2 separate regions of the Mus musculus genome follow, and region 1 is linked to region 2. Evidence: chromatin contacts called from public ChIA-PET data. All regions are on one chromosome and are shown on one strand. The core of a region is the stretch at or near the end of the contact, and the rest is flanking DNA. Distances in the headings are between cores, read along the strand shown.

Region 1 (2,864 bases), core at 78-2,577, 100 kb after region 2:
TCTGTGGTGATCACAAGGGTCTGCTATTAGAATCTGAGCCAGACTGCTGCTCAGACCACGCCCACCTGCAGCGGCCTCCTTTCTTTTGGAAAGGAAACAGCAAACCCTTTACCCAGGGCCTGCTTGTGAATCTTTAGGCTCCTAACTGACTCCCCGATGCCTGGATTCCAGGAGAATCCTCATGTCCCTCCTCATTTCCCCAAAAGGCTCAGGTAAAGAGCTCCTGCCATGCTGCTGTCTGTCTGTCCATCCATAGTATTAATAATTCTCCTAATAAATCTTTCTTAAAAGGATCATCAGCCTCCGTGACCCCAGGCTGGAACCCGTCTACCAGTGAGCACCGATCTCCAAGTGTTAGCAAGAGGAAATCTGCAAACACAGGCCTGGGCTGGATGAGGAGGGAGGGTGTCTCTGTGCTCAGGAGAAAGACATAGGACACACAGGTCTTCAAGGCGGGTCTCTGCTATATAGGGAGTAAATTACAAGATAGCCTGAGGCTATGAGATCACACACACACACACACACACACACACACACACACACACACACACAGAGGCACACACACGGACTATTACATTTTTCTTTCTTTCTTTCTTTTTTTTTCCCCCTTTTTTTCGAGACAGGGTTTCTCTGTGTAGCTCTGGCTGTCCTAGAACTCACTCTGTAGACCAGGCTGGCCTCGAACTCAGAAATCCACCTGCCTCTGTCTCCCGAGTGCTGGGATTAAAGGCGGCTGGACTATTACATTTTTAACATGGATGGTGTTGTCTTACTGTGTTTTGTCTTGTTTTGTTTTGAGACTGGGTTTTACTAGGTTATTCTGGCTGTCCTGAACCTCAATAAATAGACCTGGGTAGTCTTGAACTCATAGAGATACACCTCTACCTTACCCAGTGCTGGGTGTGCCACCATGCCTGGCTTGGACTAGCTTACTTAATCTTCACAACAGACAAAGTAGGAGATGGTTACTTCTATTTTATAGATGCAGAAACTAACCCTAGAAAAGTCAAGTAAATTTTGCAAATTCACCCAGCCAGTATATCACAAAGAAGGGATTTGGGTGTCACCAGCCACCCCACACCTCCCGAGCCTCTCAATACCATAGCATGCTGCTCTGTTTGAAATCTCATCTGAAGGACTAGAAAGCAGAAATCTGCTCTTCTAAAAACAAAATAACTTACTGCTCAATACAAAATCCAAACACACATGCACGCGCGCACACACACACACACACACACACACACACACACACACACACCTGCATTGCTATTCATAGTTGTAAAGCATTGGCACTATGCCAAGTGCTCACTGTGGGGGAAGGAAGGGGAGGAGAGGGGAGGGAAGGCTGTCTGTGACTGCAGCTGACAATAAGCTATCATCCACAAAACCGGAAGTAAGAACACAGCCAAGGGCCTGCCTGTTTTTGAAAAGAGGAAAACACAAGATGGAAAACATGGGAGTCAAGGAGCCTAGGCAGACCAGGTGGCACAGGCCTGTGAGCCCTGCTCCTTAGGAGGCTGAGGCAGATGGAGACGGAGATGGTGGTGCTCACCTGGACTACAACAGGAATGGCAGCCTGGCCAATGGAGCAGGATCCTGCCCCAAATACAAATCAAATATGACAAACTTAAAAGCTTGAGGCTAGGCTCCGTGATAGAGCATCCACCTAGTGTGTGCAAGACGCTGGGTACTAAAGAAAGAAAACAAAAATATCCCCAAACCTAATGTATTTAGCTCCTTATAGGGGCAGATGACAGGCGAAGGAGGACTTGTGACACTTTCCTGAGCATACAGTTTTGTGCTTCAGGAGTACTGTTAACATTTTATATTCTCAAAAATTAAAACAAATCAACAACAACAAAAACAGCAACAACAAAAACCCAATCTTGCTAGCCGTGGCAGAACACACCTGAGATTGCCCTCAAGAAGCTGAGACCGGAAGTTCACTAAGCTAAGCATAGTGGCGCATGCCTCTAATTCCAGCCCTGGAGAGGCAAGTAACTCTGAATTCCAGACCAGGTAGGGCTACACAGTGAGACTCTGTCACAAAAACATCAACATCAACTATAGTCAGATGGGTAGAGCCTTAAACAGAAGGCAAGCCCAGCAAATAAACCTAGCATATTACATGAGAGCTAGTCAAATGTTTCTGTTTTCTTATGCTGTCTCCTGGACCCTCTTCTCCTGTTTGAATTCCCAATTATTCCCTGACTGGTCAATATAGAACTGATCAGCCAATGATTGAATGGGGGAGAGAATAAGCCAGGGGAGGGGGAGGGAGAGAGAGGACACAGGGCACAATAACATTGTGCCTACATCCCTATCCGGTCCCATGCTGGAGTTCCAGTCCAGAGTCCCAGGCCCAAGAGGCAAGTCTTTGTTGCTGAGCCACACTCCAGCCCTCAACTCACATAACTTCAATATTTTACCATAGATATTTACCATAGATATTCGAGCCAAAGGCAAAAGTAACTTTTATCTACTCTGCTTGAAAGTCTTGCCTTCTCACAGTGGATGGGTTAAAAATTCTGAAACATTGTATCATTGGACAAATGAATAAATAACTCAGAAGACAGCCAAGTGCCTTTGGTGTCAGGAAAGGGGTTTAGAAGTGTAGAAAGAGGGCTGGAGAGATGGCTCAGCGGTTAAGAGCACTGACTGCTCTTCCAGAGGTCCTGAGTTCAATTCCCAGTCAACCACATGGTGGTTCACAACCATCTGTAATGGGATCTGATGACATCTTCTGGTGTGTCTGAAGACAGCTACAGTGTACTCAAATATATATATGTATATAATTTATATAAGAATTAAATAAAAAAAATAAAGAAATGAGAGTCACTCCCAGGAGCCCATTATATAAAAAA
Region 2 (2,956 bases), core at 296-2,795:
CCGCCACCTAGAAGAATTAATTACCTGCTCTTTGCCTTATCATCTTCATGTATCAAGTGGTGAAAACTGTACTTCTCAGGGCTGACATCAGAAAATACACATATGAAGTATGGACACAGGCAAAGGGCCCAAGATGCTGCTATCTCTTGGTAAACTGTCCCATTGGTGGGTGAATGCGGAAGCTGTTTGGGGGAGGGGCATGTGCTTCTCTGGGTTTAGCTAAGGATGGTAGATCTGCCTTCCTCCTGTCTTAAACCAGAGACAGGGCAAAGACTCACTCTCTCTCTCTCTCTCTCTCTCTCTCTCTCTCTCTGTGTGTGTGTGTGTGTGTGTGTGTGTGTGTGTGTGTGTAGACCTCATAGTCACCTATACACCACTGCAGGGGATAGCTTAGTTCTCCTGGGTGAGCATTTGGGGGAGGGGGCATGGCTAGACTGGGTTAGGGTATCCCTGGCACACACATGTTCTGGTGCATCCAGATTTCAAATTTTCTGCTCTCTGGTACCCATACAGACAGCAGAACTTACCATCCCCAAACCCTGAAGTCCAACCACTCCAATACACAAAACCATTCTGGGACTGCATTCCTAGCAAATGACTCTCTCTAGCCAAGGAGACTGCCCCTTTATGAAGGGCATGGGGAATAAGTCCTACCAGACTAGGAAGGGCATTTACCCAGTCTGGGGCAGAAGGACACTAAGGAAGGTGAAGCTAGGGGTAGTCCCAAGGCCCAAGCTTGAGAAATGCATTAAAGTGTGTGTGTATGTTTTGGAAGGGTGACAAATACTACTTAAGAATTTAAATCCAGCTTCCTCTTTAAAATGTCTCAGGACCCGGCCTTTCACTGTGTCAGCCAGAGTTCTCCTGTTACTTGCAGTGGAAAGGCTGAGGGGACAGACAGCTTCTGGGCTCCCCTCCCTGCAGGGATTCCTCAGCCGCAGCTGTCAATGACTTGATCCCTCTCAGCTTGAGAGGGTATTTCTGAGGCCCTCCCTCCTAACCTAGGGGCTGCCGCACCCCACCTCGGGCCTTGCCCGGGGGATGGGGGAGAACTACTCGGGGGACACAGAGGGAGGGCCCAAACAGTAGCCTTCCTGGAAGCGACCCTTGCAGGGGGAGGGGGTTCACTGGTTGACCCGCAGCTCCCAGGTAGGCACTGCACATTCCCCCTCCAAGGAGTCGGTCTTGGTGGCGCTACCCCAGAGGCTGTGCCACCCTCACGCCCAGGTCTCTGCAAGATCCTCCGGTTGGACCAATACAGTGGGAGCCCCGCGCTCAGCCGGGTCTCTTGGGGCCTGATCGCAACACCCACCGGGTCGGGGAAAGAGGGGGTCCTCAGGCAGGGCGGGCGCGGCGCCCAGCAGGAGCGCCGGGAGGAGCCCGTCCCATTCCACCCCCAGCCTGCCGGGACCCGACTCACCGGCCTAGCGGAGACAGGATCCCAGCGCCGCCACCGCAGCGCCCCGGGCTCGGCCCGCTCCGGCCGGCTCCGGCCCGCCCGCCCGCGCGAGGCAGCTCCACGCCGCCGCCGCTGCCTCCTTGGCCCGCCCCGTGCCCGCCCCTCCCGCACTTTCCACAGGAAATGATTAACTCAGGCCGCGGCGCGTTCCCATGGTAACGGGCTCGGGAGGGGGGCACGCGCACTCTCGCGCACGCGCCCACCCCAGGCGCATGCCTCCCCTCTTATCCTACCCATCCACCCGACACAGGCTGGTACACCCTTGTGCGCACACCCACTGGTGCACGAGCCCAGGCGCACCTTGCCTGCCCCTTCCGAGCTGGCTCACACCCTCCACTGCACACCGCGTACCTGCACACTCGCCCTCACCCATTACTCCTACCCAGGAGTTAACGTTAACACTCACCCTCAAAACGGTTTGTACTCCACCCCAAACCCAGGTGCAGAAGTTTCACGCACGCCAGCTAGGATCCACACACAACTGGCACACACACACACACAGACTCACATCTTAATACATTTCCTCACACAAGCTCTTGCACGCGAGATCGAGCACACGCATACCACACGTTCACCTGCTCTGTTACACAGGCGTGCACCCTCTCTCTGTGCCCAGCCTGGCATCCTGCCTTGCCAGCTGCACCCCTGCACCCCCAACCAATAAATATTTTCTTGAGCAGCAGGCTTGGGGTTTGTTAAGGTAACGCATTCCCTTAAGCTCCGGCAAAACAGCTCCACCGTCTGTCTTTAAAAGCTCCTTCCTGGGGCGTCTAGGAGCCACTGAAGAGGCCTGGGGGAGAGAAGGCTCAGGCAGCCAAGAGAGACTGCTGACCCAAAGGAGCCACTCTGTTCTTTGTCTCCCAAACAGAGAGGCATTTATTCCAGCCCCAGTATGCCCACTCCGGAGTGCGGAAGGAGAATGTGCCACAGGAGCCTGTCCCGCAGAGGCTGATGGTCCCCAGATAACCTGAGGAGGGTGAGGGTCTACCCCTTCAGGCTTGCCAGAAATGGCCTAGGAGAGACCTAGGGAGGGCCTTGCTGCCTCCTCTGGGCCTGCTTCCCGCTTCCGCTGCTGAGCCACGTGTCAAGAATCTGGAGCAAAAACAGAGACAAGGACTTAGGCCCCACAGGGTGCCTGGTGCCAGGCCAGGCCTGGCCAGTAGGCCCCCAGCTGGAAGCAAGCACTGTCTCATCTATTGAAGGCTCTATTCGAGGGGAAGGGGTGTGTCCTGCATTTAAGTTTGCATATAAAAGGAGAAACCTTGTCTTCCTTAAGGATTGGGACACTGACATAAACTTCAGTTTCCTTCTAGCAAAGCCAAAGTCAGGTTTTGTTTTGTTTTGTTTTAACTAATAAAAACATTTATTGTTCTCTTTTCTCCAATTAGAAAAGTAATGGATGTTCCTTGTGACTGTGATCCCACCCACTGGGTGTAAGTGCTGCCAACACTTCATTTAGGACAGCCCTTTTCCCTTGTGCACATAATAGACACCATT

The links. ChIA-PET counts read pairs in DNA pulled down with a chosen protein or histone mark.
Region 1: a contact with region 2 is called in an RNA polymerase II ChIA-PET map of memory CD8 T cells, with 27 read pairs. The contact joins the enhancer-like site here to the promoter of Kifc3 in region 2. A contact is called at or near these places in 5 of 115 datasets of contacts at active chromatin or transcription factors (CD8 T cells, bone marrow-derived macrophages, embryonic stem cells and 2 more) and 3 of 9 other capture datasets (adipose tissue, liver and pancreatic islet).

Annotation. Positions count from the first base shown.
Region 1 is chr8:95,244,039-95,246,902 of GRCm38.p6, forward strand. All of the region lies in intron 31 of Cngb1 (cyclic nucleotide gated channel beta 1), which reads right to left. Among named protein-coding and RNA genes, the nearest start is that of Gm31277, 44 kb to the left of the region's middle. Within about 2 kb of position 1,328, at least 67 of the 459 cell types and tissues checked have an H3K27ac peak or open chromatin away from gene starts, as enhancers often do. A contact at or near this core is called in CD8 T cells and memory CD8 T cells, where this site is marked.
Region 2 is chr8:95,141,012-95,143,967 of GRCm38.p6, forward strand. Kifc3 (kinesin family member C3) reads right to left here and starts at 1,546. Exons shown (of 22, transcript NM_001372314.1): 1 at 1,421-1,546. All of the region lies in intron 1 of Gm31036 (a long non-coding RNA gene), which reads left to right.